Regions from separate parts of the Sus scrofa genome. Here all the other regions are linked to region 1. A link is a contact called in public Hi-C, HiChIP or PLAC-seq and promoter capture Hi-C data. All regions are on one chromosome and are shown on one strand. The core of a region is the stretch at or near the end of the contact, and the rest is flanking DNA. Distances in the headings are between cores, read along the strand shown.

Evidence for each region. Promoter capture Hi-C pulls out the DNA fragments that hold promoters and counts their contacts. A called contact is a pair of places that touch in the nucleus more often than the background predicts. HiChIP or PLAC-seq counts read pairs in DNA pulled down with a chosen protein or histone mark.
Region 2: a contact with region 1 is called in a promoter capture Hi-C map of fetal liver, with 2.6 times the contacts expected there. The contact joins the promoter of ZMAT2 here to the promoter of ANKHD1 in region 1. A contact is called at or near these places in 2 of 5 promoter capture datasets (fetal liver and liver), 6 of 47 Hi-C or Micro-C datasets (blood, heart right ventricle, liver and 1 more) and 1 of 2 datasets of contacts at active chromatin or transcription factors (alveolar macrophages).
Region 3: a contact with region 1 is called in an H3K27ac HiChIP or PLAC-seq map of alveolar macrophages. The contact joins the promoter of DND1 here to the promoter of ANKHD1 in region 1. A contact is called at or near these places in 1 of 5 promoter capture datasets (liver), 1 of 47 Hi-C or Micro-C datasets (heart right ventricle) and 2 of 2 datasets of contacts at active chromatin or transcription factors (alveolar macrophages and skeletal muscle).
Region 4: a contact with region 1 is called in a Hi-C map of skeletal muscle, with 3 times the contacts expected there. The contact joins the promoter of CYSTM1 here to the promoter of ANKHD1 in region 1. A contact is called at or near these places in 3 of 47 Hi-C or Micro-C datasets (heart right ventricle and skeletal muscle) and 1 of 2 datasets of contacts at active chromatin or transcription factors (alveolar macrophages).
Region 5: an H3K27ac HiChIP or PLAC-seq map of alveolar macrophages shows a contact between it and region 1. The contact joins the promoter of IK here to the promoter of ANKHD1 in region 1. A contact is called at or near these places in 2 of 5 promoter capture datasets (fetal liver and liver), 5 of 47 Hi-C or Micro-C datasets (heart right ventricle, liver and skeletal muscle) and 1 of 2 datasets of contacts at active chromatin or transcription factors (alveolar macrophages).
Region 6: a contact with region 1 is called in a promoter capture Hi-C map of fetal liver, with 3 times the contacts expected there. The contact joins the promoter of SRA1 here to the promoter of ANKHD1 in region 1. A contact is called at or near these places in 2 of 5 promoter capture datasets (fetal liver and liver), 5 of 47 Hi-C or Micro-C datasets (heart right ventricle, liver, retroperitoneal adipose tissue and 1 more) and 2 of 2 datasets of contacts at active chromatin or transcription factors (alveolar macrophages and skeletal muscle).

What each region holds. Positions count from the first base shown.
Region 1 is chr2:142,163,535-142,168,407 of Sscrofa11.1, forward strand. ANKHD1 (ankyrin repeat and KH domain containing 1) reads left to right here and starts at 2,780. Exons shown (of 34, transcript NM_001203267.1): 1 at 2,780-3,166. The coding sequence starts at 2,876. LOC110259509 (a long non-coding RNA gene) reads right to left here and starts at 2,570. Exons shown (of 6, transcript XR_002341945.1): 1 at 2,032-2,570.
Region 2 is chr2:142,408,681-142,413,553 of Sscrofa11.1, forward strand. ZMAT2 (zinc finger matrin-type protein 2) reads left to right here and starts at 2,290. Exons shown (of 6, transcript XM_003354316.4): 1 at 2,290-2,441; 2 at 2,774-2,867; 3 at 3,971-4,094. The coding sequence starts at 2,424. LOC100521256 (probable histidine--tRNA ligase, mitochondrial) reads left to right here. Exons shown (of 12, transcript XM_013995242.2): 12 at 750-1,573. The coding sequence ends at 809.
Region 3 is chr2:142,385,055-142,389,927 of Sscrofa11.1, forward strand. DND1 (dead end protein homolog 1) reads right to left here and starts at 2,353. Exons shown (of 4, transcript XM_003124043.4): 1 at 2,099-2,353; 2 at 1,880-1,997; 3 at 1,043-1,504; 4 at 1-397. The coding sequence starts at 2,122. It overlaps HARS (histidine--tRNA ligase, cytoplasmic), which reads right to left. Exons shown (of 12, transcript XM_021084891.1): 10 at 3,574-3,690; 11 at 3,240-3,386; 12 at 2,509-2,897. The coding sequence ends at 2,826.
Region 4 is chr2:141,943,295-141,948,167 of Sscrofa11.1, forward strand. It overlaps CYSTM1 (cysteine-rich and transmembrane domain-containing protein 1), which reads left to right and starts at 2,751. Exons shown (of 3, transcript XM_013995210.2): 1 at 2,751-3,134. The coding sequence starts at 3,009.
Region 5 is chr2:142,358,126-142,362,998 of Sscrofa11.1, forward strand. IK (protein Red) reads left to right here and starts at 3,009. Exons shown (of 19, transcript XR_001307243.2): 1 at 3,009-3,158; 2 at 3,623-3,689. NDUFA2 (NADH dehydrogenase [ubiquinone] 1 alpha subcomplex subunit 2) reads right to left here and starts at 3,001. Exons shown (of 3, transcript XM_003124046.4): 1 at 2,733-3,001; 2 at 2,503-2,609; 3 at 875-1,185. The coding sequence starts at 2,833. The coding sequence ends at 1,094. It overlaps TMCO6 (transmembrane and coiled-coil domain-containing protein 6), which reads left to right. Exons shown (of 12, transcript XM_013995236.2): 11 at 84-251; 12 at 496-915. The coding sequence ends at 609.
Region 6 is chr2:142,311,911-142,316,783 of Sscrofa11.1, forward strand. It overlaps SRA1 (steroid receptor RNA activator 1), which reads right to left and starts at 2,703. Exons shown (of 5, transcript XM_003124013.4): 1 at 1,431-2,703; 2 at 1,211-1,336. The coding sequence starts at 1,629. It overlaps APBB3 (amyloid beta A4 precursor protein-binding family B member 3), which reads right to left. Exons shown (of 17, transcript XM_005661738.3): 12 at 4,747-4,873; 13 at 1,431-2,703; 14 at 1,211-1,336. The coding sequence ends at 2,467.

The DNA of each region.
Region 1 (4,873 bases), core at 1,530-4,029:
CAGGTAAAGGTCCTGGTGAAATAAAGATTATTGTCCAATCATATTTCCACAGCTATACTCAAGGGTGGTTGCTAGGGAGTATTTGAGTATTTTTCTCTCAAATATGCTGGGGAAAATATATATTTCAGATTTCCTTTCTCTCTGTTCTGAAGATTATTACATTCGTTTAATGAATATTTTTCAGGGAGCTGCATCATAAATTATTTTGTATTACTGGTAGGAATGACAAGTAGTTATTTTGTAATGTTGTACCAGTCAATACCTGTTTTTGCCTAAGGATGTAGCCATAACAATTCTGGATAATCCAGCTTTGAAGTGGGTTGGGCAGTGTTGGGTTTCTTTTGTGGGTGCTATTACTTTGGGTTGTGACTAAAGACAGGAGCTAAATCAGGTCCACAGATTCTAACTAAAGCTAGTGTATATGGCATTTACATCAAAAGAGTTTTCTAGAAAAGATACTTTCCCCCATTTTCTATAACTTATTATCAAGGAAAATATTTACCTAAAACTTTCTGCTCATAGGAAAGTCACTTGTCTGCATGTGAAATGCCAAAATGAGTATTTACCAGCCAAAGGGATATTCACACTCTTCAAAACACTCTTCACATGGGCAGAATCAATTTTTTAAAAAATTATTATTATTATTTTTTGTCTTTTTGCCATTTCTTGGGCCGCTCCCACGGCATATGGAGGTTCCCAGGCTTGGGGTCTAATCGGAGCTGTAGCCGCCAGCCTACGCCAGAGCTACAGCAATGCGGGATCCGAGCCGCGTCTGCGACCTACACCACAGCTCACGGCAACGCCGGATCGTTAACCCACTGAGCAAGGGCAGGGATCGAACCCGCAACGTCATGGTTCCTAGTCGGACTCCTTAACCACTTCGCCACGACGGGAACTCCGTTTTTTTTTTTTTTAATTAATTTTTTTTTAGAATCAATTTTTAACGTCATTTTAAAAATCATTTTTTATAAAAATTTCAGATTCCAATTCAAGGGAGGTGAAATATTAAAAGTTACCCAAACAAGTTATACAAAACCCTTTGTTAAAGTTGCAAGAGAGGAGACAATGCCCAATCTTTTGCTTTTAGCCAATCTTTCTTGGCTAAAACTCATGTGGACATTCTCTGGGACAAAGAACATTTGCCACACAAACTTCAACAAATGCTTTTTCTTGTGATCTCTGATTTTAGGATTAGTTAGAGCATGGGTATTTTTAAAGCCCTCTTTATTGACAAAGGTGATAGAGAGACAGAGATAAGAGAGGTGGAGAGGGATCCTTAGGGGGTAGGGGACACCCCCTTGGCTAGCCTTGTTTTGCATCACAGAGACCTGACAAGAATTAGTCTGCCTGGCAGGTGCCAGAGGCTGGTGGAGGACTCTTAAAAGAAGAGTAAGTAACGACATAACGAACTCACTTTTGCTAGTTAACTCGAAGTTAACTTTGTGAAGCACCTGATGGTAGTACCAATTTATTTATAACAACCATCCCATGAGGTAGGTACCCCTATTTTACAAACAGGCGAACTGAAAGTCACAGTCACAGAGACTAAACAACTAATGCCCAGAGGTCACCCAGTAACTAAGGGGCGGCAGCAGACCTCGAAATTGCTGCAGAACACGCAGCCTTAACCACGGCGTTCAGCCCCCAACCCCCGCCCCCCGCCCGCCGCCGGCGTGATTCCGCTCGACATCCGCGGCCCTCGCACCCTCCTTCGTGGGACAGTTCCCGGTACTGAGGCACGGCGCTGTCCAGCCCTCAGTCGCGCCGCTCCCACAGGCAACTGAACGCGGTCCCGCGGGGCGACCCCGCCCGCGGGCTGTACACATGCCGCGCCCAGCCACGTCCTGGCACGCGGGCGGGCCGAATCGCCTCCCGGCGGCCATCCTTAGCCGTCTCCTTGGCCCCCTCAGCTCAGCCGGCCTGGCTCCGCTCCGAAAGGCGCGAGGCGCGCGGCGGGAACAGCGCGGCCCGCTCCCCCAGCCCCCTACTCCCGCGGCAAAAACCCGAGGCAAGGAGTTTAGCCAGCCTCACCTGTCCCAGAGGCGGCGACCTCTCTAGTGACTGACGCGCCCCTCCTCCAACCAGGGACTGGCGGGGAGGCGGACCCTAGCGGAGACTGATAGCTTCTTCCCTCCAATCCCCGTGCAGCAACTCTCCGCGCCTGGCGGGGAGCGACAGGTGGGGGCTGCGTTGCCTCCGCGCCTCTGGCACCCTTGACGTACAAGCCTCCCCAAGTGCTGGGTGAATTTACTCCAGAAAGCACCAGTGCTTGCAGGTCGTCACTTCAGCCGTCAATTTAATCAAGAGTGGAAATTCCCCAACCCTTTCCCGTCACCTCGGATGGGGGCGGGATGAATGGTACCCTTACCGGCCAATTGTTCCACGCGACGTCCTGTGACAAAGTGATCGACACTTTGTGGCACGAATGAAGTTTCCCATTGTCAGGGGTCACTGTGCCTGACCACAAGGCCCACTAATCCACTTTAAGGTCGTGACGCGATAGTCAGAGAGGCTGGCCAATAGACTTAGAAAAAGACCGGAAGTCGGCGCGTGGGGAATCGGAGGCGGGTGTTCGCAACCGCCTAGGCCTGCGCGGGTCAACGCAGCTTGGGGGCCGCGAGCCAGCGAGCAGCGCGTGACGAGAAGCCTGAGTGACGGGTCGCTTTGGCCAATGATCTGCAGCCGCTGGGGAGCTGCAGCCAGTGGCGAGTGTGAGGGGCGGGAGGCAGCAGGTTAGGCAGTGAGAAGTTAGTGGCGCTGCTGGGACGGGGGGGAAGGAGACACTTCTTCCTTCTGCTGCTCCTCTCGTTCCCGGGATCGGCGGCGGTGGCGGCCGCGAGTGACTCGGCAGCGTCTCCGGCTCCGCGTGCGAACCATGCTGACCGACGGCGGAGGCGGCGGCACCTCCTTTGAGGAGGACCTGGACTCAGTGGCTCCACGATCCGCCCCAGCCGGGGCCTCGGAGCCGCCTCCGCCGGGAGGGGTCGGGCTGGGAATCCGCACCGTGAGACTCTTTGGGGAGGCCGGGCCCGCTCCGGGAGTCGGTGGCGGCGGCAGCGGTGCGGGCGGAGGGGACGCGGCGCTGGATTTCAAGTTGGCGGCTGCCGTCCTGAGGACCGGGGGAGGAGGTAGTGCCTCTGGTAGCGACGAGGACGAGGTGTCCGAGGTACGGCTCCGGGACCCCCGCCTCCCACACAGCTTGAGGCATGAATTCTCCCCGGGCCAATGCAGGGCCCCGGGCCACCCTCCCGCTGCCCGGGCGGAGTCGTTCTCTGACAGCGATCGGCTCCATGGCGGCAGTGGCAGCGGTGCAGGCCTAGTGCGCCCTCGGCTCACTCTCCAGCCCGCGGCTCGAGCCGGACCGGTTCCCGTCACCATCCGTAGACCCACAATAGGGAGTCTTTTGGTCTCTGAGCTTCGCGCGGGAACCGGGACTCCTCGGGCTGCCTCCCGCCCACCCTGCTTTGGCGCTGGGGCGGGGCGGGGTCTTGCCAGAGTCCCTGCCCTTGGTACTGAGAGAGCGAGACCGAGAGGGCGAGGGCGAGGAGAGAGACTCGGGCAGAGACGGAGAGCGAGCGAGCTTGCTGGCTCCAGGAGCACTCCCGTTCTGCTGAGTCTTTGCTGGAGTCGAAGGGCTGGACTTTATGTGTCCTGTGGGTTGAGGGAGGGTTCTCCGTCCCCCTCTTGAGTTTGAGGCAGGTGAGTACTACGGCGCTGTCTGCGTTTGCGTTGGAAAATCACGTGGATCTTGCACCTGGGACTGTGTGTGAAGTTAGACAGGAAAAGAAAGTTCCAGTGCACCCCTGAGCTTCCCAACAGCTGGATAGCTGAACCCGGGAGATTTTTAGGCTTGGAGAAGGGGAGGCTCGCTATGGACATCTTTTGCAGTGAGGGCAACATGTTATCAGATCTTTCATTTCTTTTAAGAGTATACCGGGCCTTTTTAGGTCTAGGCAGCCTCGAATGGTAGGCATCATCTTTTAGGCTCTAGGGCAAAAGGAGATCTTTTATATATGTGCTTATTTCTCTTGACTATGGCTTGGGTATTGGGCTGTCCTGTGATGACTCTTGTTCTAAGGGCTCAGAGTATTCTATTTTAGTTCTAAGGTGCCTGGCTCATCCCTCACGACTAATCATTTTAACCTCTGATCTTGGTGTTAAAGTACAGGGATTTCTCTTTGTGTACAACCATCCTGGCTGCTGTATTTGAGAGGAATAAGGGGAAACTATTTGTGGGTTGTAGAGTAGAGTTAGATTTAAAACCTTAGTGTATTCTGACCCCAGTATTTTGCTCTTGAAAAAACTGTGTGGGTTACAAAGGAGATGGTTCCTTGAATATCTGTATCTTTCAATTTCACTCTAAAAGAAATAACTTGTCAGCAAGGTGGGACAGGATTTTATTTGAATAGGCAGTTATGGGGCGAGTCTCTGGAGCCCTTCCACTCCTGGGCTTGTGGAAGGCTTTCCTTTAGATTTTGAATGAAAATTGACAAGAGATGAACCGGGAACACATTTACTTTTTATCTAGGAAATAACGTGGGAATATCTTTAGTCTCTAAAGCTTAGATTGGAAGCTTGTGAGATAGACTGAAAAGTTTTGCTCTGGTCCGAATGTGATAGAAAGATGCTGCCCTTGATTTTCTGGACCATTTTACGTAATTGTCATAGGTGAGATGAAGAAGTACTTTTGCTGAAGAAGTACTCTTAATTTCCTTCCGACGTAGAGTTGCTAGTGTCCCTTGGAAGTTAGGAATCTCTAGCTCTATAGGCTTATGGGTTGTGCCTAGGGAAGTGCGCCTTTGAGTGACCATTTCTGTGAGGATTGTTAGCCTGCAGGGGAACACACAGACACAAACAGACACAGACACACACG
Region 2 (4,873 bases), core at 1,040-3,539, 240 kb after region 1:
GCAAGAACTGAAGGAAGGGTTCATCAAGCTGCGTTCAGTGGCCAGCAGGGAGGAGGTGAGTGCGGCAGTCAGAAATAGAAGGGACCAAATGTTTCTCCCTTTCTTAGATTCTTTAAGAAATATGTGGAGTTCCCGTCATGGCGCAGTGGTTAACGAATCCGACTAGGAACCATGAGGTTGCGGGTTGGATCCCTGCCCTTGCTCAGTGGGTTAGGGATCCGGCATTGCCGTGAGCTGTGGTGTAGGTCGCAGACGCGGCTCGGATCCCGCGTTGCTGTGGCTCTGGCGTAGGCCGGTGGCTACAGCTCCTATTCGACCCCTAGCCTGGGAACCTCCATATGCCGCAGGAGCGGCCCAAAGAAATAGCAAAAAGACAAAAAAAAAAAAAAAAAAAAAAGAAAAGAAAAGAAATACGTATCTTCTGGCTAAGGAAATATCTCCAGGGTTTATAGTGATAGAGATGAATGAGTACCCCCTCCAGGCAGCCATTGTAGCCAATGATGGCTGGGCAGGCAAGAAGACAAATGAAATCTCTTTGGGTATCTGGAGATAAAATAAACATAGATCCGGTGTTTGAATCCCTTTAGTCTTGAGCTCCTACCTTCTTCAGGTCAGCTTGAAGCCCAGACTCCCTACCGGTTGCATAGGTCATGGGAATAGTTGCCAAATTAAATGAATCTGGAAAAGCAGTGTCTGAGGTGCTAGTATCACTCTCTAGTTTGTCACATGAAGATTCTCTTATGTTTCAGGTGGCCATTAAGCGAGAAAATCTTGTGGCTGAAATTCAGAAGCGACTATCTGAGTCTTGATCCTTGCCTGAATGCCACCTGCTGCTCTTTGTAGAAAAGGTTTCATCTAGGACTGAGTTCCTGTTCCACAACTTTACAACTGCTGGCCAGGATGGCTGACTCGTGCCTACGCATCCTCCATCTTTTCTGGGTACAGAATTGTAGGAGGTCCTGAGGACTCTGGGGCTAGTGAGAGCAGCTATACTGCATGGGCGCAGATGGCTGGTATGTGACAGAGACATGCTCTAACTGCAGAGGCAGATGGCAGACTTGCAGTGCCGTTGAACGCTGCCAACATGTGCTAATAAGATGGTTGCTGTGAACAAGTCTCTGGGAAAGTCACCTCAGGTTGAGACGATTCTGAACCACTGAGATCAGAAGTCATGTCTTAGCCTTCCACTCTTCGCTTCTGAACCAAATTCTGGGCAGTTTGACCACTGTGTGGTCTTGGCCTGTCCAGGGAGTTTTTGGTAAACAGCAAGAAGGGGCAATGACTGCTCTCTGTTTTGTTTGAGGACAGAGATGCTAGCCCAAGGGCCCAGCAGTGCCCATATTAATATGACGTCTCTCTAGCCTACCCAGTGTTAATCAGGGTGAGGCCGTCTGTTTAATAATCTTGAATGTTGAATTTAATAGGCGACCTGACAAGATGGAGATCTGATCTTTTGAGACTTTGGAGACCATTACCTATGCCTGCTCTAACTAGTCCATGTCCTGCCGTGGAGGTGGCTGTTCTAGAAGTGGTTGTATAATATATTAAATAAAATATTAAATCTAGAAGCTTGGGTAATTTGTTATCGAGGGATTTGTTTGCATAGGCCATAGAAAACGCTTGAGTGCACACTGGAGGATGCAGTGAGCTAAGAGGAACGTCCCTGGGGTGATGTTTTATTTTTGGTGAAGGGAACAGCCATGCTTCCTCCTCCCCGCAGCTGTGAGATACAGTCACCTCACTAAGTCAGTGTGTAGTGTGACATTTGCTAGAGTTCTTCACCCTAGAGTGTTGCTGATGACTGGCCTTCCCAGGTCCGATCGTGTTGATTAAATTGTGCCCTGTAGATTGAATAATTGTGATGTTTCTCAGTTGAAGGAAAAATGAGTTAACCAAGGGGTGATAGCATTGCTTCAAGATAAAGAGACAAAATGCAAACAGCGCTTTCAGTTTGTGCATTAGGAAGACTACAGCCTGTGCAAACTCTTAGGAGCTCTGGGGCCCTATCTTCAGTGCACACAGGTAAAGAGGCATCTAGAGCCCCTGATAACAGAACTTCAGCCTTAAGAAGGTTTGGAAACTCTTGGCAGTGCACGCAGGTTGGTTAGACTAGACCGGAGGGCGCTGATCTGAACTTCATTTTCCTCTTACGTAAAATGGAAGGGTTGAATCTGTGCTTGTTTTTAAAGCCAGGGTGAAAAACCCTCGCAGGCGCCCTTACTTCCGCGTTGCTTCATACTCCCCTTGCGCATGCGCCATTTCCTTGGAGCAGGGGCGGGGCCGACGATCTTGTTTTAGAAATCCTCCAGTCCTTAGCTCGTTTAGAACACGAGACTCTAAGCTTATTGGAGGGCGGGCTTGCCTTACGGCGCAAGGCCGCTTTTTACGGCATTTTCCGGCTTTCCATTCACTTCGCTGTGAAGATGGCGTCGGGTAGCGGGGTAGGTGTTGTGTGTGAGGAGGCTTGGGATGGGGGGTGCGGGGCGGCTTTTCGGCGCTGAATACCCCGCACCCGCCTGGCTTCCCGACACCTCCTGGCGATCTAACCGCCTTGGTTTGAGAGCTCCCCCGTAAGGCCCTGGCGCAGGGTCATCGGAAGCGGGAAGGTCTCGGGTTGGGGTCCTGAGGCAACCTCAGCCTCCCGGTGCTGTCCGGAGAGGCTTCGCTCTTCCCAGGTCCCGGGGCCGCCTTAGCGGCTGGGGAGCGGTTTCTTCTGTTTGTCCAGGGGTCGGACACGATTAGCGACGAATCTTCAGCCCCTTTTCCCCCACAGGCAAAAAACTTGGACTTTCGCCGAAAGTGGGACAAAGATGAATATGAGAAGCTTGCGGAGAAGAGGCTCACAGAAGAGAGAGAAAAGAAGGATGGTGGGTGCCTGTTCCATCAAGTGCTAAGTGTACTGCAGATGCGAAGCAATGGTTAGCGAGTCGGTGGGGGGTTGAAACGCGCTGCCCCCTTTCCTGTGTAACCTCCGGCAGAATAGTGCCTCCCTGGCTCCTCAGGTAGAAAAGTAAGATAGGCGTGAGGAGATGAACTGAAATGGTTTGGAGGTGCTTTCCGGCTCTGCGGTTCCCTGCTTCCTTGCCCTTCCTTTGCTTGGCTCATTTAGTGCTTTCCTCAAGTACAGGGAAGACAGTGGAATCCTCAGTAGTGATCCTCAGAAGAAGTTAAGTGGAGTGTTTTTGCTGCTGTGTATTGCTGCTATTGAACGTGGGATTCTTAACACCGGATTCTTAACCTGGGGAACGTGGGATTGATTGTTTCATCTAGTGCTTACGGCTGTTCTCTGTGCCTTACATTTTGTCAGGGAGTTGGTCTTATTTTCTTTTCTGTTTTCAGACTTGTACTTTCTTTTGCTTTACTTGCATACTCCAGCACTTTTGGTTTTTATGTAACTCATGCAATAGTACTTGGCATATAGCAGATATTTCCTAGATAATAGTTCTTCTTTAAAAAACTTCCCCAGCTCTCAGAAGATTGCCGTGTTACACATGGGGTATCTGTCTGAAAACACTAAATGAGTGGTCTTGCTTTTCTTTTCTTTTTTGTCTTTTTAGCAGCATTCGCAGCATATGAAGGTTCCCAGTCTAGGGGTCGAGTCCGAGCCATAGCTGCTGGCCTACACCACAGCTCACAGCAACACCGGATTCTTAACCCACTGAGGCCAGGGATCAAACCTACGTCCTCATGGATACTAGTCAGATTCATTTCCGCTGAGCCAGGATGGGAACGCCATAGACTTGTTGGCTTTAAAGTGGAGAAAAGATGTAGGGAGTTAAGGATTGCTTATCATTTTTGCTGTGTTGAAATTCTCTGTAGCTACTGCTAGAAGGGACTCTTTTGTCCCTTGCTTCAGGTTTCAAAAAAGAAATGAAGGTAGACTTCTGGATTTTGCATTTTATGCATTTCTTTTCCTTTCTGGCTAAGGATCTCTGATAATGAAGCGACTTCCTTCCCCATTATATTCCAGGAAAGCCCGTGCAGCCAGTCAAGCGAGAGCTTCTCCGGCATAGAGATTACAAGGTGGACCTGGAATCCAAGCTCGGGAAGACAATTGTCATTACCAAGACTACCCCACAGTCTGAGATGGGAGGGTAAGTGGCTTTTCATTTATCTCTGCATCCAGGAGTAAGTCACATAAAACTAGGTTGGTTTCAGGAAGTGTTGAGCAGGATACTTGGCCCCAGAATAATAACCTTGTTTTCTGTCATTCCATGCTTTGTTCTCCAAGGCCTCAAGTTAACATAATAGTGTCTCTACGAGGTGTCACTCTGTAGGCTTTGTTATATTAGTACTATAACTACTTCTTAATATCTTAAAGGGAATTGTTTGTTCTCCTGCCAGAGGAAGACATGAAGGAAAGGTCTACTGAGGAGATGTCTAGGGGAGGAATTAGGTGAAGCTAGAATGAAGCCCAGGAGCTGTTGATGGTGGATAAAGGGGGTTAAGGTTGTGGACTAACTAGCTGCAAAGGTTGTAGTTGTTACGGATTTCCTGGTTGTGCACCTTGCTATTAGACCAAGACTATAAGCTTTAGAAAGAAGGCTCCCACAGGAACTCTCCTTCCTTTGGCCCACCACTACTTCTCTGTCCAGTTAGGTTTTCCAGCAGGAGGATCACACAGATAGCAATGTGTGACACTTCTCTGAGCTGCTTAGTAGACCCGCTGTTGTCATTCCTCTTTGTGTTAGTTATCTGCTGCTATAGAAATGAATACATTAACCCAAGACTTAGCAGCGTAAAACAGCAGGTAGCTCACAATATCTGGGGGTAAGGAATCTGGGACTTACTTAGGTGGTTCTGGCTCAGGCTTTCTCACAAAGTTGCCCTCAAAGGTCTGCATTCATCTGAGGTATAAGTGGGTCTAGAGGGT
Region 3 (4,873 bases), core at 1,103-3,602, 220 kb after region 1:
TCACTCAGCGTCTCCAAAAGCCGCGCAGACACAGCCTCCTTGGCCACCTCATGCCCATCCTGCCCATCTGAGGCCAGCACCACCCAGATGAGGCCACTGAACGGCACTGGATGCCCAGGGATCACCACCTGGTACCAGAAGTGGTGCCAGGTAGCAGGGCCTGTGCCCAGACACTTGGTGAGGAACACTGGGGTGCCCAGCTTCATCCGTTGGCACAGCAGCTGCAGGGCGGCCCGAGCCCCTTGGGACTCTAGCTTGTCCCTGGCCAGGGCCAACTGGCTGCCCTCAGACTGTAGGCACCGCAGCGATGGACCCATGAGTTGCTGGCGGAGCCGCTGCTTCAGGTCTGGCTTGAGCCACTCCACTGCCACCTGCTCTCCACAGAGGTGTGACTGCCCTGCAGGAAAAAGGGGGACAGGTCGGGTCTAAGCCCTAGGGCCCAACATCTCCCCCACCCACGTGCACCTCTGTGAGTCCTTTGGAGCCACACAGGCCTGTTTAATTTCCAGCAGCCCCATGTCCTGGTGGTTGGATCTCAGGCAAGTTAAATAACTTCTCTAGGACTCATTGTGCTTATTTACAAAAGAACCATAATACCTACTATCTTCAGTTTCCCTGGAGTACTGGCCGAGGCAGGCTCTGACACCTCATAACCATCACAATAGCTAACCTTTACCTTGAACACTAGCCGAGAACTAGAGAATGTGTTAAGTGCCGATCAATTCTCACAGCTGTGTGAGGAAATAGCTTAGCTTCGGTGGTGGGCAAGAGGTAGGCTCAGCTGGAATGCCTTGGGCAAGCGAGTGTTTTAAATATCTAAAGAGGAAGAGCATTCTGTGTTCAGCTTAGTTAAGCGGTGGTTGGCAGCATCAGTGGAGATTCAGGGGGAGGTCAAATAGTTTCCGTCGCCCCTTCGGGTGGGCCTGACCCGAAGGCCTGGCAACTAGAACCCGCGATGCCAACCTATGCTCCAGTGCAAAGGTAGAATGTCCGCAGAACGTGTCTGGCCCCAACCAGCGACCCCCGCAGTCTCCACCCCTACCTTCCACCAGGGCCTTTTTGGCCATGGCTGCGGCGCGGTGGGAGCTGAACTTGAGCAGCGCGATCTGCGCGGGCGCCGGCCCGGGGCTGGGCAGCAGCAGCGCCTCCTGCAGGCCGGGCCCCAGCGGCTGCAGCGCGAGCAGCAGCGCGCGGCGGCTCAGGCCCGGCGGCAGCCCGTCCACGCTCAGCTCGCACTTCTCGGTGCTGCGGCACACGAGCAGCGGGCAGGACGGCCGCAGCGGGTGGTTGTGCAGCGTGGCGATGGCGGCCTGGGCGCCGCGCCGCGAGCTGTAGCGGGCGTAAGCGAAGCCGCGGTTCAGGCCGCTGAAGGTCATCATCAGGCGAAACTCGTAGAGGCGGCCCACGCGCTGGAACAGTGGGATCAGCTGGTGCTCGTACACGTCCTGGGGCAGCCGCCCGATGAACACCTCCGACCCGGCGGGCGGCGGGCTGCCCACCCATCCTGGCGGAAAGGGGTGGAGAGGGGCGCCGTCACCCCCCCGGAAGGTTCTGAGGACGCGGCTCAGGGACCCGGCGTGGGAGGGGTAAGTCGTGCACGTCCGTGAAATGGGTACAACCCCACCGGGCCGCTGGTGTTAAGTAGGTGGGTGACTTGAGCTAACAGCGGGGAGGGCACCTTAAGGCAGGCTTCCTTCCTCGAGGGGGCGGGCGGCTTGGGACCCACGGACAAGAAGTTCATCTGCTTGGGGCGGGGCCTGCAACGGGTAATTCGGGGTTCCTGACGGTGGCGCCCAGCCCCTCCCCCAGGCGCCGCGGGTCGGGGCCGTCGAGGCTGCCTTAGGCGGCCCCGCAGGCGAGGGGGCCGGGACTAGCATACCTGGCGGTGGCCCGCCGTACTTCCTCTGCCCGTTCACCTGCACCAGGCGGATGCCCGTCTCCCTGACCCACGCCTCCAGCGCCGCCTTGTTCTCTGGATTCACCCTCTCACACCACAGCTGGGGGGGAAAGGGCAGGTTGGAGGGGCGGACCGCCGCGCCCGCCCCACCTCGCGGGGGATGCCGCGGACGCAGCGAGCCCCGGGCAGCCGAGCACTTACCTCACACTCCCGCTTGGACTGCATGGCTCTCCCGCCGGCTCGCCCGTGCCCCCTTTATAACCTCCGCCCTGTCGGCCTATCTGGAAGCTTCCCCACGCCTCCACCCCCCCAGGCGCTCATTGGCTCAGGGCACGACCCCGCCTCTCAAGGGGGTGGGGGGACCCGCCGCACGTGCGCCTCGGGAACCTCCGACTCGCAGGTGGAAGCCGGAGACCCCGGCGGGTGGGTCTCCGGGCGGCCCCACCTCCTAGGAAACGGATCGAGAGGCCGCCGCAGCGCGGACGCCGGAGGCGAGCCCGCCGGGCCTTCTCTAAGTGACGCGCCCCGTTTTCCACCTCAGAAGTGGTCGCACTGGGAGGCCCGGGCTCTGACAGGGAAGGCGGGGCGAGGCAACAGTGACACAGGCCGGCTCCAGTGGTTGAGGCATTTTATTGGACCTTAGGCGGCTGGCTGTGGGCCCTGCGGCGGCGGAGACCAGGTCGGGCCTCAGGCGCACACGCAGGGCTAAGCCCCCAGGGCCTCATGTGGAAAATGGTGTAGCAGCGGGCCCTTCGTGCCTGTGATTATCAATAAAATAATCGTAATAAAAATGTCTCCGTTCTGACCACTCTTCGGGTCTTCCTGCTGGAACAGAAGTGTGCCAGGCTGTTGAATTCAGTACTTTTGCAGAGTTTTGTTTTCGCTGTAAGTCGTGCCAGTCCCACGTTCCTCGGGTGGTTGGCTTTACTCAGCAGGTGCAAGAGGGCTGGCTCGTTCTCCTTTTGATTTCCTCCACGAGGTCTTCCCTGCGGACGTCCACCTGGCCGGGACGGAGGGACAAGGTGGTGTGCGCATCCTCTGCTGGCTGAGGGCCCCCGCCCTCTCCAGCGTCAGGCCTGGCTCAGCTGGGAGCGGGAACCCAATCAAACACCTCAGGGGAGACAGTGCTTCTTGGGGGGCAGAGAGACAGAGGGCAGAGGTGGGGAGGGAGAGTTTACCCTCCCATGATCACAGGGCCAACTGAACCCTTGGGTCCTTTCCAAGTGGGCGCTGAGAGGAATGCCGCGCTTTTGCTCCGGTCTTGAATGGGCCTGGGCCTGGGCCTGGGCCTGCCCGAATGGTACACGGCCCGGGTCCTGCAGCCTCCCTGCCCGCGACTTACCTCTTCCCTGCTGGTCACTGAGCGCAGCTTGACGACCCCGTCCTTGAGTTCCTGCTCACCGATGATGGCCACCAGTGGGATGCCCGCCTCCTCACAGTACTGCAGCTGGTTCAGTAACTTGGGGTTCTTCTTGTAGAGCAGCTCTGCCTGCAGGGGACCGGGGAACGAGATGAAAGCTGCCTCCTGCAGTCCTCAGGGACAACCTCCTTGGGGCCCAAGCTGGCCTTCACCCTGAGTAGTCACAGTAATGGCAGGACCGCCATGGATAAGCTTTCATTTCCTTTGTACCCAGTGTGCCCTGGACTGCTGCCACTCTGGGGCTTGCCTCCTCTACCTTGATGCCAGCATCCCAGAGCTCTGAGACCAGCTTCAGTCTCTCCTCCAGCAGCTTCTTCTGTGCAGATGCCACAAGCACCTGTGTCTCTGTGGTCCGGACCTTCTCCTCCAACGCCTAGGAAAGAAGCAGTTAAGAAGGAGCTGGGCTATCCTTTCAAGACCTTCAGTGGGCAAACGGAGCAGGCTCTTGTCAGGATTCTGAGCCCAGGCCCAACTCTGCCAGAGCAAGCCAGTCTTCTCATCTAGCAACTGGGCAAACAGTAGTTCTTAGAAGAATAAGAAATGAACTGACTGGGTGTTCCCGCTGTGGTGCAGCGGAAACGAATCCGACTAAGAACCATGAAGTCAAGGGTTCGATCCCTGGCCTTGCTCAGTGGGTTAAGGATCTGGCCTTGCCGTGAGCTGTGGTGTAGGGTGCAAATGTGGCTCAGCTACTGTGTTGCTGTGGCTGTGGGTGTAGACCAGCAGCTGTAGCTCCATTCGACCCCTAGCCTGGGAACCTCCATATGCTGCGGGTGCGGCCCTAAAAAGCAAAAAAGAAATGACCTGACTGGCTTGTGTGTGACTTGCCAGAATAAATAATGTAGGGCAGGAGTTCCCTGGTAGCTCAGTGGGATAAGGGTTGGTGTTATTGCTGCTGTGGCATGGGTTCGATCCCTGGCTGAGAACTTCTTTGAGTTGTGGGTATGCCCCCCTGCCCCCCCCCCCAATGCAGGGCACAGGTAGCTCATGTATAGTAACTTCAAGCTTATCTCCACCTAGAACCTTATGGGTCCACAGGAGCATTCACAAGAAAGTGACATTCTGAGCTCACCCAGGTAAGCCGGTTCCCCCTGGCAGTTCTAGTTCCCACTTGCTATTTGTCCAGTCAAGAGGCTGTGACTCTTACACTTCAGCCACAAGGCACAAATCGGGGGTTGTGTGGGTAGAGGGGAGACAGAATGCTGCTGCTGCTGCTGCTGCCAGCATCTTTTTATGGAAAACTCCTCTTATTGTTCTTAAAACATAAGATGCCTGCTGCAACAGTGACCTCACTGGAAAACGCGAGTGGTTTTCACTCTAGAGAAGAGGATGGGAGGCGGCGGAAGGTGACTGCCAGAGCACTCCCCCGGAGGAACTAGAATCAGCCACTTAAGAGCAGCAGCAACAGAGGTGCGCTTGAGGCCACCAAGGGCGTTCCTCGTGTGACTCTAGGTGCTGGAGAGTCCAGAGAACCATCTGAGGGATCCTGGAGCCGCAGACACATGCTTCCCACTTAGAGACGAAATCGCAAGCTGGCTGGGAGCCTGGATTCAAAT
Region 4 (4,873 bases), core at 1,501-4,000, 220 kb before region 1:
TGTTGTAACTCCTCGGGCGCCTTTCCCTTACTGCTATCAACACATCCTCCCTTTCAGCAACCCCCCACCCCCCCAAACCACTGCTGTTTCTCCTTTCTCTAGGTTGCTTCTCCATTCTCTTTGCTCCCAGCACTTCTCTTAAACCTCATTCTAGCCCAGCTCTTCCCTCACCCCTCCCTAAGGGCAATTAGAGGGGGGGGGGCAGCTCAGATCTGCCACCCAGATCTGAGCCCCTGCCCTGCTCCCAGCATCTTCCCGCCTCCCAGTCTCTGCCCTTCGGGACCTCGGCTCAGGTTTCAGACCTCTCCTCTCTTATCAATGCATCTCTGTCTGGAGCCACGATTCTTCTCTAGCTTTCGCCATTGTCTTTTTTCCCATGTATATGCTAATTTTGTTTTTAAAAATAAATGTATAAAAAGCAAAAAAGTGTCACTTACAACTATCAGGTAAACAACATCCATAAACTCCTGATCTTCAAGGATTGTGCCCCAAGCAGCCTGGCATTGCCTATTGCCAGGCCTCAAGACATGCTCCCTAGAAGCTGTTTATAGAGTAATTCTTGGGTTTAAAATCCCATAGTCTGAGAGGGAGGGATGACATGCATGAAACCTCCATAGCGGTGCAGGGAATAGGAGAGTAACCTTAACTGGAGCTCAAGCAAAAAGAAGTTAAGGACTGAAATAAACAGACGCTCTCTCCGGCCAGGACCTCCATGAGGTGTTGAATTTTCATTTTGAAGCTGCTTCTATGGCCAGTGACTGGAAGGTCACAGAGGTGCAGACAGGATTATAGTGAGCAAGGGGAGAACACTGAAGAGAAGATCATTTTTTTTTTTTTTTTTTTTGCTTTTTAGGGCCGCACCCACAGCATATGGAGGTTCCCAGGCTAGGGGTCCAATCAGAGCTGTAGCCGCAGGCCTACACCACAGCCACAGCAACACAGGATCCCAGCGTGTCTGCAACCCACACTATAGGCCACAGCAACACCAGATCCTAAACCCACTGAGCTAGGCCGGGGATCGAACCTGCGTCCTTATGAATGGTAGTCAGATTCGTTTCTGCTGAGCCATGTCAGGAACTACGAGAAAATCAATTTCTAAACTGAAAAACAATAAAAATATCTTTCCAAGTAGGACTTTCGGGCTTGTCCTAGGCTTTGCTCTGAGAGTGTTGCAGTGATTTCTCATTCTGTTGGATTAGAAGGAGGCTTGCAGGACAGAAAATCTGGGCCTGGGCGACAGCCCGTCTCTTCCCCTCTCCTGAACGAAAGCAGTCTTATTACATTATCTAGCAAAGACTGGGGGTTTATGGAGAAAGTTGCTAGAAAGCAAACCAGTTATCAGCCTTGGCCGCATCCCTCCCAAGTACAGTTCGCGGAGTAAACCCCTGAACCTAGCTGGCTCTAGACCAGAGGAGATACCAGGAAGCGCAGCCCACAGGGAATCCTGAGTGCCACGCACTGAACTGGGTGCCTTGGGGACACAGGCCCCGCCTTTCGGGCACTTGCAGTGGCGGCAAGAGGGTAATTTTTGGTGTCTCTCAACACTGAGGGGCGTGCCTGTTGGAGTCTCAGGGATCCATCCCAACTCAAAGACCAAGCAGGGAAGCCAGGGCCGGAACTCGGGTTCCCGCGCCGGCAACCGCCCGGGAGCGCGCCCGGAGGCCCGGCCGCTGGGGGCGGGGCTCGCGCTGTGACCCCGCCCCCTCTTCGCCCCGCCCCCGCGCGCGTTGCCAGGGTGATCAGGTGACTCGGAGCTCGCCTCGCTCGCGGCGGTCGTGACGTCAGGCGCGCCCAGGCTCCTCACTTGTTCCTTAGCAGGTGCGGCACAACTTGTGCGGTCTCGTCCGAGCCCTTCGGTCCCAGCCGAACCAGTGCCCGGCGGGTTCGTAGAGAGGAAAGGTGAGGCGCAGCGGAGCCCAGGCCGGCCCAGCTGAGACCCGGGAGGGAGTGAGGCGCGGGCAGGGCCCTACCGGGGTGTTGCTCACTCCTGAGCTCCCCAGAGGGTGCGCGGAGAGCTACGGGGCCTCGGGCGGGGAAGGGCCGGCTCAGGCCGGGAAGCGCGCAGCCCTGGGGTAGAGGTCAGGAACCGGGGAAGCGGTTGCAGTCGGCCCGGTGCCCACTCCGGCATATCGCGGCCGCTGGCAGAGGCTGGGAAGCTCCCGCGCCGCCGGCCGGGCCTCTGGGCGGTGGACCCAGGGGCTCGGCGTTGCGAGGAGTTGGCCGACTGAGTGCGAGGCTCGCCACACCCGGTCTCGGGGGACATCTGTGGGAGGCTTCTGCATCTCTTCGCCTTGGGCTGCGGTTTCTAGGGCGCTGCCGGGGAATTCAGTCCGTTCTCTGAGTCGGGCCTGCTGGGACGGGAGGCCGCTCGGGAGCCCCGCGGGTGGGATCAAGGGACCGGGGTATTGAGAAAAGGAGGGGCGAGGGGCGAGGAATCCTGACTTGAGAGCAGGGGATTGGGATCTGAGGAGACCTGTTGGGGGAAGTGAAATCTGAGCTGAGCCCTGAGGGGTGGGGACTAATCTCCCGGCAGCGGTGGGGGCTGGAAGAGTAGAGGGTGGAAAAGGGGACCTCGGGGAAGGAGACCTTGAGTCTGGCGCTGGAATGACGATTCGGTGACTTACTGCACCGAGAGCTAGGGCGATTGGGTGGCGGGGGGGACTTTGGAGAATTAGGTTAGGGCCGTTTAGGAAAAACTCGGGGTGCTCGGCTCGGGGTCGGGGGGGGTTGAGTATCTTGGGGAGCCATTGAAGCGTCGGCTGGATTGGGGTTGGGGAGACATGCAGGAGGCTGTTGTGACAGCCCCGAAAAGAGGTGACAACGCCTAGAACTCGGGTCTCTTGGGAATTCTGTGAACCCTGCTTCTGAAATGTTTGTAGCAGACAGGGATGGGGGCGCAGGCAGCCAGACGCCAATGACCCCAGCCCTTTGCGAGCAGATTGTTAAAAATTCCTTGCTGTGAAGGGGGAAGGAAGCGCCCAAGTGCAGCTCGTTTTCCGGATGAGTTAATGGCTCTGAGAGCTTTGCCCCCTCGGACCCGCCCTGAGCTTAATTGGTCCACAGCTCTCATCTTTTTGAGGTTTCAGGGTGTTTTTCAAACGCGTCTTATCCCCAGGGCGAAACCCAAACCTCAGGTGAGTGGTAGATTTAATGGCGAGAAAGTTATCGAAGGAAAATCCCTGCCTAAAACATGAATGTGTGGCGTGGGGGAAGCTGGAGGGAGTCGCTTGCTCTTTGTTAATTAGAGAACAGTGTTGCCGTTTCTTACCTCCTACCCTCAATTTGTGGGCTTCTCAAGCAAGGCTGCTTAAGTGTTAATGGGCTATTTTTTTTTTTTTTCTTAAATTCTTGAGAAACAGGAAAAACATAGTTTGGTTATTGAAGAGGGATGATTTGGCAGTTGACGGTTTTTTCCCAACTCTGAAATGTGCTGATCCTGTCCGGCACAGCTGTCCATTTTATATTGAAACTTAGCAACTTCTGGTTTCTGGGAGGAAGTAAAATAATAGCTAAAACTTCTCACCAATTTGCCTTGTATTTGTTTGACTCCAGAAAACAGAATTGGACCTCTAGGGATCCTGTACAGGAAAAGGCACTTGAGGGAATTGCTGAGAACTAGGCAAAGTGGCTGCAGCTGCTTTATGCTTCAACAGAGAAGCCAGCGCAGCGCCCAGGGGGGGACAAATCCAGAGTGGTGGCAACTGGGGAGAGTGAACTTCCAGTCAGATCCGTGACATCCTGCTGTGTAAAAAGATGTCTTAAGATAGGTCACTTGAGCAAGGTGTGTTTACCACACACTACTGCGTAGCCAGAGAACAGCACCCCCCCACGGACCCTGTAGGACTTGTTCCGATAGTGGGTTGTTTTTTTTTTTTTAATGGGACCTTGCAGGTGCCCCATAATATTCAGAATCACTGGAAATTAGATTTCTGGGTCACATTTAATATTTTTTAAGTACTTTTTTTTTATTGAAGTATTGTTGATTTACAATATCTTGAAGCCCACATTAAAAAAAAAGTTAACCCTTTTCTCCGAGTTCCCATTGTGGCGCAGCAGAAATGAATCCAACTAGGAACTATGAGATTGCGGGTTTGATCCTTGGCCTCACTCAGTGGATTAAGGATCCAGCGTTGCTGTGAACTGAAGTGTAGGTCACAGCTGTGGCTCGGATCTGGCATTGCTGTGCCTGTGGCATAGGCCAGCAGCAACAGCTCTTATTAGACCCCTAGCCTGGGAACTTCCATATGCCGCGGGTGTGGCCCTAAAAAGCAAAACATATATGTATATATATTAACCCTTTTCTAAATATCTTCGGAAGTATTTGAACTACTCATGCTTCCCTGGGAAAGAAACAGTCCCCCCCACCCCCGGCGCTACAACTCTGTGCTGTCAGGCAGTGAAGTAGGCCAAGAGTTTGGGGAAATTTTCCGCTTTCCTTCGTCTCTGCTGCCCCCACAAGTTTTCCCCTTGGTAGAGACCTTAAGACTTCAGTGTCAGGGAAAAAATTTCAGCATTTCCCTAAACACCAGCTATGGTAAACACCAGGGCTGGAAGTTCTTCTCCTGAAGAACAGAAATGCCCTCCTTTAAGGGGAACTGGGCTGAGAGGTGTGAGCCAGAGACCCACCACGGAGTGTTGTAGGCCTGCCCTTTGTCACCCAAGGACAGGGCCCCATCATTCTCTTGGAAACATTCCTTGACCTTGAAACAGGGTAATGGGCAGTGCCCCCTTCACAGAGGTACCAGGAGTGTTAATGGGAGGCTTATATGACATTCGAGCTCCTTCAAAACGGAATATTTTAGTCGTTGGATAAATGGAGTGTTGTTTTTTTGTTTTGTTTTTGAGATGTAGTCAAATAAAGAGGTGGACATTG
Region 5 (4,873 bases), core at 1,759-4,258, 190 kb after region 1:
CTGGGCATGTGGCCAGCACTCCGTAGAAGCTACTCTTGGGCTTTCATTGTTCATGGGGACTGTGTCCATGTATTTGTCCGCAGGTGCTCACGGTTCTGTGCAACGTTGCAGAGAAAGGTCCTGCTTACTGTCAGCGTCTCTGGCCAGGGCCCCTGCTCCCCTCCTTGCTGGACACGTTGGCCTTCTCTGACACTGTAGTAGTAGGCCAGAGCTTGGAGCTGCTGCAGCTGCTGTTCCTCTACCAGCCGGGGGTGGGTTTCTGGCCTTGGTCTCCAACCCCCCTGTTCTAAAGCCTCTGGTCTCCCCATGGTCCCTTTCCTTTCAGTCTTAACCTCAGTCACTTCTCTGGGCTTGTGGGCTCCAGATCAGAACACCTAAACTCTCGTTGGAAATGCATTCTCTTCCAGGAAGAGGTGGGCTAACCCATAAGACTGTGGGAATTGAGTGTTAGGGCTCAGGGACCCAGCGTTGAATCTTTTTCTTTCCTGCTTTCAGGCCGCCCAGGCCTTCTTACAGCGGTCAGGGCTACAGGCCCTCCAGAGGCATGAAGAGGTGGCCCAGCTCCAGGATCGTGTGCGTGCTCTCCAGCAGACAGCTCTTCGTGGGTGACCTGGCCCCTCATAGTCACGTTCTCCACTCCTCTCCCACCCCCCATCTTCCCAGCCTGCACAGAGCCCTTTTTGGGGGTCTGGCACCACAATGACATGTCATGCCTTCTGCTCCCACACGTAAGCCTAAGCCAAGACCTCTGAATCCCAGCTCCTCCTCTTTCACCCAGGATTGTGCAGGCAGGAGGACCAGAAGGAACTCATTGTGGCCTACTTAATCTGAGTGTCTGGGATTGCTTTTTTTCTTTTGCTTTAGCAGCTGTGGCTTTTTTGATGGGACAGAATAAAGTTTTATTTTTATATTTAACTGCTTTGCCTCAGTTGGTTACACAATACAGGGTAGAGGGTGGAACAAGGAACAAAACATCCGGAGGCGGCACTTTCAGCACAAGCTTTATAAAGAACAGAACACGTTTCTCCACATTGTGCTCAGTCCAGCAGAGTCCTGGCGCTGGGGCTTTTGCTCTTAATCCTCAGTGGAGGCTTCAGGCTTTGCCACTTAGCACATTCTCCAGGGTTCTGGTTACCTGATCAGCACTGAAGTTGTTCAAAGAGACATTCTTCTCTTGGCCAAATGCTAAGGAAAGAGGGAGGCGATTAAGTATCCACTCTGCATTGTAGGGGCTACCAAAGTAGCTTAAAAGGTCTGTGTCTTCAACTTACAGTCTTGTTAGGAAGTGTAGAAACGAGATAAATAGAGATAAGGTGTATCTGGCATGCCTAGGATTTTAGTGGGTCTCAGCAACATCTAGAAAGTCCAGGTACAAAGAGAATTCTGGCTGGTTCCAGGCAGTTATAATGAGAAGGAAAGTGTTTAACAGAAGCTTTAAAGGGACATTAATAGGCATTCATTATTAACCATTGTGAACAGGGCGTTGCCTGGGCCTGCATTTCACTAGTGCTCATTTAATAGCTCCTATAGTCCATTTAATGTAGTTATTTCTGTTCATCTCTAGTCTACTGGCTTTGGAAGGAGAACCTTTTCCCTCCTCCAAACAATTTTTAGTGCACGGCATACTGCAGGTGTCCATTATTAGAACTCATCTGTCTTGGGTGTGACTCCCCACCTTCCCGCAGACACTTCTAGGACAAGGTGTAAAAGCTGTGGTTAAAAATACCATTATTCAGTAAAGATAAACACGGTGTGCCTGCTATGTGGGAGACTTTCAGATTGTGCTAAAATGAAATAGGGAAATATGATTAAAAAGGGCTGAGGGGCAGTGTTTCCTAACTGGCCAGGCAATGCCTTTTTGAGGAGGTAATAGATAAATTCAGACCTGGAAAGTAACCTAATTATAACAAAGAACCAGCCATGGAAGGAAGCATGACAGAAGTGGGGAAGGGGGAACAAGCTCAACCCTGTTACACATCCTAGCTAAATAACCTTGAGTATGTCCTGTAACATTGTTGATTCAGCTTTCCCATCTCTACAAAGAGAAAAAGGAATCTACCCATCATCTACTTAATGAAGATTGGGCGGGAAAGCACTCAGCATAGGACCTAACAGTAAGCACTCAACACAGTCATTATTCTGGGTTTTTACTGTTGAGATTCTTATACACTCCACCTGGACTGGCACTGAGCGCACATAATCTGGAAGGACCTACATTGATCGGTAACTGACCCGCATCTCCTCCCCTATCTGAAGCCTGTTCAGGATTACAAAAACGACAGATCCTTGTCCCCTATGCAGGACAGGGCACGCCTCCATACAGACGTTACCTGGGACACGAAGCATCCTATAATTCTGCGAATGTATATTTCCTTATCTGCAACAAGGTCAACAGCAAGGCTGAAGTCGGAGTTCCAGTCCTTCTACAGGCTTTGCGTGACCTTGGGCGGCCCTTTCTCATCCAGAACCCTTGTTCCCAGGCCCCCGGCGTCCCACGCTCACCGTAGCGAGCCCAGAGCTTGGGCTGCACATCAGAGCACTCGCGGATGAGGATGGGCAGGTCGGGGTTCGCCTTCTTCAGCTCCACATAGCGTTTCTCGATGAAGTCCCTGCGGGGCCGGAGAGAGCACCGCCCATGTGGTGTGGGCGTAGGCCTCCCCATAACACCCGGGGGGTCGAGGTCGTGACCCCGGAGCCCCGAAGCCCGCCCGCCTCACCAGGCTGCGGCTCACCTGACGCCCTGGCTGCCGGGAGAGCGCTGACATAAGTGGATGCGAATCTCCCGCAGGCCCAATTTGGCGCGGATACCTCGACTCGCTGCGGCTGCCGCCATCTCCCCTAGAACCCAATCAACCCGCGGAGACCTTCCGGCCAGGGGATCCTGTCAGAGGAACCTCGGACGCTACAGCCCCGCGATAGGCTGGCTGACGTAGGGGGCGGGGCCAAGCACAGCCAATGCCATGAAAGCATTGCAGGGTCACCTCTGGCTCGGATTTCTCCGCCTGCGGCTGGTGCGGATTGGCTCGGGGACGAAAGGCACTGTGGGTGGACGCCTGAGGTGCATTGTGGGGAAGCGCCAGTCGCGCCTGTGTTGTTGTCGACTCTTCCGTTGTTGTTGTTGGGGTTGAAACGACGCGACGAAATGCCGGAGCGAGACAGTAAGGCTCGGATCATCTGCCCTTTCTTCCCCGCGGGGACTCGGGACACTTGGAGCATTATTTTGGCCTTAGAGTTTAAGCTGGGTGTGCGTGTGTGAGGGTGTAGTGAGCCTGGGAGCTTGGCGAAGCAGCCGGGCCCCGAGCGAGGCCGGGCAGCTCCAGCTCTGTTCCTAAATCTTGTCCTTGGTCGAAGCTACGACCGATGAGTTTTATCTGTGAACCACCCCGAATCCCCATCACTTGATTTTCGCTTACGGTCATTTATCTTCCGGGTAGTAATCTTAGATGTCATCTTCAGGAAGTCTCTGCTCATCCTGCATCATTGGATTGAGTTGTCATAAGTCACTAGATTGTGAGCAACTTGCCATGAAAACACGTGTGTTGTTCACATCTAGGTCCCCAACTTTTGCACAGGACCAGACACGAAGGAGATTAATTCAATTAATGTTAATTCTTTTTCTTAGGCGAGCCGTTCTCTAACCCGTTGGCCCCAGACGGCCATGATGTGGACGATCCTCACTCCTTCCACCAGTGAGTATTTTATGTGGAACCACGGGAATGAGCTAGTTAATGAGTAAAGTGATGGTGGTGATAATGAAAGAACTCTGAATCTTTTGTCAGCAAGGATGGTCAAAAAATTGTATCACTTGCCCCTTTACCTCCGCAAACTGTAGCTGGATCAGGCCAACCACTTGCCTAAGTCTACTAGAGGGGAAATTATGGCAGGGAGAGTGCTAGTTTCTTTTATGTGTGTATGTGTCTTTTTAGGGCCTTAGGGCTGCATCTGCAGCATATGGAGGTTCCCAGCCTACGGGTCAAATTGGTTTTGGCTATACCCACAGCATGTGGAAGTTCCCAGGCCAGGGATCGAGCCTGTGCCACAGTAATGACGCAAGCTGGTTGCAGTGATAACGTCAGATCTTTAACCCACTGTGCCACAGAAGAACTCCAGAAAGTGATAGTTTTCAAAATTGATGTTTAATTATACATTATATAGGAATTAATTCTTCTAGAAAATTAAAACATCAGAGTAAGGATAATGTCCTTGACATCCCCAATCCCAGTGCCTTTCTTAGAGGTAACCGCCATTACCTTTTTTACATGTATCTTTCCTTCCTACTCTTTTAAAATGTATTTATATACATGCATTCATATCTGAGTAAAACACATTGCTTTGTGAGTTAAAATATTAAAATTAAGCAGTGTGGGGTTCCCGTCGTGGTGCAGTGGTTAACGAATCTGACTAGGAACCATGAGGTTGCGGGTTTGGTCCCTGCCCTTGCTCAGTGGGTTAACGATCCGGTGTTGCTGTGAGCTGTGGTGTAGGTTGCAGACGCGGCTCGGATCCTGCGTTGCTGTGGCTCTGGCGTAGGCCGGTGGCTACAGCTCCGATTCGACCCCTAGCCTGGGAACCTCCATATGCCGTGGGAGTGGCCCAAGAAATAGCAAAAAGACAAAAAAATAAATAAATAAATAAAATTAAGCAGTGTTATATTGTATAGATATCATTTTGCCACCTAATTTTTTTTTCCCCTTCTCATTATCTTGGTGGTTATTTTCATTGCCGTGACAAGGATTCCCTCCTCACCACTCTCCAAAGCTTCTAATTTCAAAAAAATTTTTATTGAAATATAGTTGATTTAAAATGTTGTGGGAGTTCCTGTCATGGCGCAGCATAAGCAAATTTGACTAGGAACCATGAGGTTGCAGGTTCA
Region 6 (4,873 bases), core at 1,453-3,952, 150 kb after region 1:
CGTCTCTAAAATGTGTTTTTCACCCAGCCAGAGTGATCTTTTTCAAGATTAAAGTCAGTGTTTCACAACCTGGGGAGATTCTGTCCCCAAGACAAACGCGTGGAAACACTTTCGGCTGTCACCACTGGGTGGGTGCTACTGCCATCTACTGAATAGACACTATGGATGCTGCAGTCATCTTACAATGTATGGGACAGTCCCTCACAAAAGAATTATCTGCCCTAAAAAGGTCAAAATACTCTGAATTATGTCATTCCTGTGCAGTGTTACAGCAGTGGGTAACAGGGATGGAAAGAGTTGAATCTGAGCCCCTTTTCAGGGCCAAAGATCCACCTGGCATGGGAAATACTCGGGGGAAAGGATGCCCTCTACTTCCGATTTTTCAATGGCTTCCAACTTTACAGTACATTAAAATACAAAGTCCATATCCTGGTTTACAAAAACCCACTATGATCAGCCCCTGCCTACTTCTCAGATCTTAAATTTCTATCCCTAGCCCACTTTGCTCTAGCCATCAGATATTCCTTCAGTGTCTGAATTTGCCACAACTTATCTCAGGGCTTCTTTTTTGCAGTACCTGCTTCCAATGCCTGGAATACTCTTGCACCAGCTTTGGGTAGCTGGCTTTTAATCATTCAGAGTTCGGCTTAAATGACAGCCCCTCAGATACCCTGGTTACACCGTCACCCTGTTTTATTTCTCTGCAGACCCTTATCTGTTTCATCTATTTCCAAAACTATAGTGTGGAGTCCATGAAAACAGAAACTTCTGGTCTTGTTCACTGCTGTCCATTTTGCCTTCAAATTCAGTAGGTGCTCGGTAGATGATACTGATTAAAAGAACACATTAAGTCTGAGATGCTTATATAGCCAAGTAAACAGCACAGACAAATGGATATACCACAATGGGGCTCTGAGAAAAGATCCAGGTTGGAAATAAAATTTGAAAGTAACTTGGCAATCAAATCTATATTTAAAACTATGGGTCTGCATGAGATCACCCAGGGCGAAAGCAAGGATTCTCTTGAGACCAATATACCAATTATTTACCTGGACAGTAGAGAAAGCACTAGGAAAAGGGCCTGAACTGATCCCCTTTCTGGGATTCCAACCTCTCCAGGTAGTCCTCGGAAAAGCAAAAAAGGCCCATGGGACAAGCTTATCCCCGGGCCCATTCTCGGCGGGTCTCCACGCACAGGGCCCCTACGCACCTCTGGGCAATCCATCCTGGGGAGGGGCAACCCTCTTGGTGAGCGGCGTCCGCTTGGGTCCGCCAGCCTGGGTCTGCAGCCCGTATGAGAATTGCGGCGGATCGTTCCAGCCGCGCTCCTTGTTGCCTGCGAAGGTGATAGGATGCGTAAGGCGAGCTCGAGGGAGACAGGGAGCCCCACTCCGCGCGGTAAACCGCCCCAGCCCTCCTGCCGCGCTCACCCGGCTTCACGTACCGCTCCGCCATCTCCACTTCCGCCCGGCCAGCGGGGCAGCACGTCACTTCCGGGGCGGGCACAGGCAGCGCTGACAAGCACGCCCCCAGCAGAGCTGGTTGCCTGGCGCTCTCCAGGTTGGAGGGTTGTGCCGAAACGCTGGGAGGCGCTGTGAAGACCCTGCTCCAACTCCCTAAGGGACTCATAAATGTGTGCTCCTGACCAAGTAGTACCAATGAGGGGGGTTTCCGTGGGTCCCGTCTTTCCGAATCTCACAGGTGCTCTCAGGAGCAACTTTAAGCTAAAGTTCCTGCCCCACCATGATCTAACCAAGTGGACTTCCAGAACCTCTGTCCACTGCGCTGAACATTTTACACTCTCTAGGCTGGAATACACTTTCAGAAAGCCTAGTAATGCCTCAGGCCAGGTTCAGGGTCTAACCTGAGCTCCCACAACCCTCTGAGATTTCCTAGTTGCACTACGTATTATTTTCTGGCTTGTTTATTTAACTCATTTATACAGTCTCAGAAGGTGGAGCCCCTATTTTAGTGCTGACCTTAGTGCCTATCACAGAGAAGACCTTAGAAAACACATTTGTTAAATGAATGAAGTCAGACTGCCAACACACCCATGCCCTCACGTGACTACAGGCAGCCACCAACACCAAGAACATTCACAGACACTCAGCTCTTACAGGTTAACTCCCGACCCAGTCCCAGGCCCAATATACTTACATCCAGTGAGGTCACTGAGGGATTTTTATTTGTACTGATTTTGTTATAAAGTGTTGCTGAGGTAGAGCCAACTGTCCAGGGTTTAAGAGGGGCAAGAACAAGGACCCAGGGAGAGGAGAGCCAGGGGCCTAGGTTGTGGTGCAGGGCCTCTCAATCATCCATATATAAACAATAAATAGAGAGTGGACAAGGGTCAGTGGGGCAGGCAGAAAAGGCTCTGATGGGTGAGAGGCTGCAGGTCCCTGGGGAATGAAGGGATAGAGCTGGGCCTGGACCCAGAGCCTCCTTCCCCAGTCCTCCCTGATTAACTTAGGGCATGTGGAGCAGAGAGGGTTTCAGCCGGAAGGCATCAAGGAAGGAGAAGACACTCCGCTTTCGAGGGGCTGCCCCTGCACCCCCAACCCCTCCTTTGAGCAAGGGGAGAGGCAGGGGACCTCCTGGGGAGTCCACAGAGCTGGTCCTCTTGAGCCGCAGGCGGGCACGGGCTTGGGCACCCCAGGCCTTGCCTCGAGCTGCAGAGGCCACAAGACACTTCTGGTACTGAACCTGGGGAGAAGGAGAATATGAGGGTCCAGCTCCTTCCCACTCGCAGACTCCCGGAAAGCTTCTGCAAGACAGGGAACTGGCCAAGGCTTCGGTATGAAATGAGGCTGGGAGTCTACCACACCTGGACTCCCCACAGCATCCACAAGAGGCTCAATGACAGAAGCTGGAAACTGGACATTGACTGAACATTTACAGAGGGCTTGACACCGTGTTAGGTGACACCGTGTTAAGTGCTATGTGGAATCTACTTGATCTAGGTGTGTATCAGGTATTGGCACTATTTTGCAAAGGTGGAAGTGAGATTCAGAGAACATATGATGTGCCCAGAGTCACCCTGTCAGAAATTGGTAGAACTAGAATTCAAAACTAATTCGGACTGCAGGGCCTGTGCTCATTTTTTTTTTGTTTTGTTTTTGTCTTTCCCCCTTGCTTTTTAGGGCTGCACCTGTGGCATATGGAAGTTTCCAGGCTAGGGGTCAGATCAGAACTGCAGCTGCCGGCCTACACCATAGCCACAGCAACACCAGATCTTGACTGCATCTGCGACCTATACCACAGGTCAAAGCAACGCCGGATCCTCAACCTACTGAGCAAGGCCAGGGATCGAACCTGTATCCTCGTGGACACTAGTCGGGTTGGTTACTACTGAGACTCTCTCTCTCTCTCCCTGTGGTGGACTGGCCCCTGGTGAAGCAGACTTACTAGTCAAGGGCAGTTTACAACCTCCTCTCCCGGCCCAGTGCTCCTGCCCCAGTCCTCTCTCATTTGGACTCAACACAGTTCTAAATGGTCTTCTTACTTCTTCAGTTGTGTCTTCCAAATCTTTTACTCATGCTCTAGCTTCCATGATCTTCCTAACCCACAAACTTGACTTCACTGTCCTGATCAAAACCTTTCCACGGCTCCAAGTGCCTCAAGAGAAACTCACCACCCCACCCTGTGAATTCTTCCCTGACCTGGATTCTGCCATTCTTTCTGCCCTCATCTCTCACTCCACACCACCCCCCACCCCATGCACCCCAGATACACTAGATTCTTTCCGATATTCTAACCCACTGGCGCCCCGCCCACCTTCGCAGCTGTGGTTCCCCTCCCCCTCCCCAGATAACTTCCCTCCTTGGACCTTCAACTCGCAGTTTCCTATCATCTCTTCCAGGGACCTTCTGAAACCCCCAAAGGGGCCATGTCCTCTGTTATCCTGTGGCATACAACTACTTTCTGGTCTGTCTCCACTCTAAGTGTTCTGTGAGGGCAAAGGCTGTGCCCTCTGGACCCCTCAATTCCCAGGGTCAAGTGTGGTTGAGTTCTGGCAAGCACTCATATTTGAGTGAATCAAGTGGAATGAACTGAGTGCAAATATCCCACAGTCAAATGCCCACAGATACCAGAAAACCACCTAGGAGTTCACGTCGTGCCACAGTGGTTAACGAATCTGACTAAGAACCATGAGGTTGCGGGTTTGATCCCTGGCCTTGCTCAACGGGTTAACGATCCGGCGTTGCCGTGAGCTGTGGTGTAGGTCGCAGACGCGGCTCGGATCCCGCGTTGCTGTGGCTCTGGCGTAGGCCAGTGGCCACAGCTCCGATTCGACCCCTAGCCTGGGAACCTCCATATGCTGCGGGAGCGGCCCAAGAAATAGCAAAAAGACAAAAAAAAAAAAAAAAAAGAAAGAAAGAAAAGAAAAAGCAAAAAGACTGAAAAAAAAAAAACCCACCTAAATGAGAGGCAACAGGAAAAACAATGCTTACCCTGCAAGGCACAGGCCCCACCTAATCCCTGCTGAAATGTATACATGTGAACTCAAGTGTCAAAGCTTCTGATATTTAGAGAAAAACAGCAATAGCTATTATTATATGAAATGTCTGGGGCTTGAAATAATGGCAACTAATGGAAACTTATCAACAGCATGAGGGTGAAGTAAGGTACCACTGAACCATAGTCAGCCCTGGCAGGGCTGCTTTGTCATCTCTGGAGAGGCTGCCAGGCACCAGAACAGTCAGGCTTCAAGGCAATCCCACCCACCCAGCCCCATCCCTAACTCACCATGCAAGCAGCCTGCACAGCTTCGGAGAGTCCCCCCGCATGGGGCTGGCACCAGAAGGCCGCACACTGGAAGCTCTGACGGCCCAGGTCGGCAATGAGGCCAAAGGTGTGTGGATCACGGCCAACA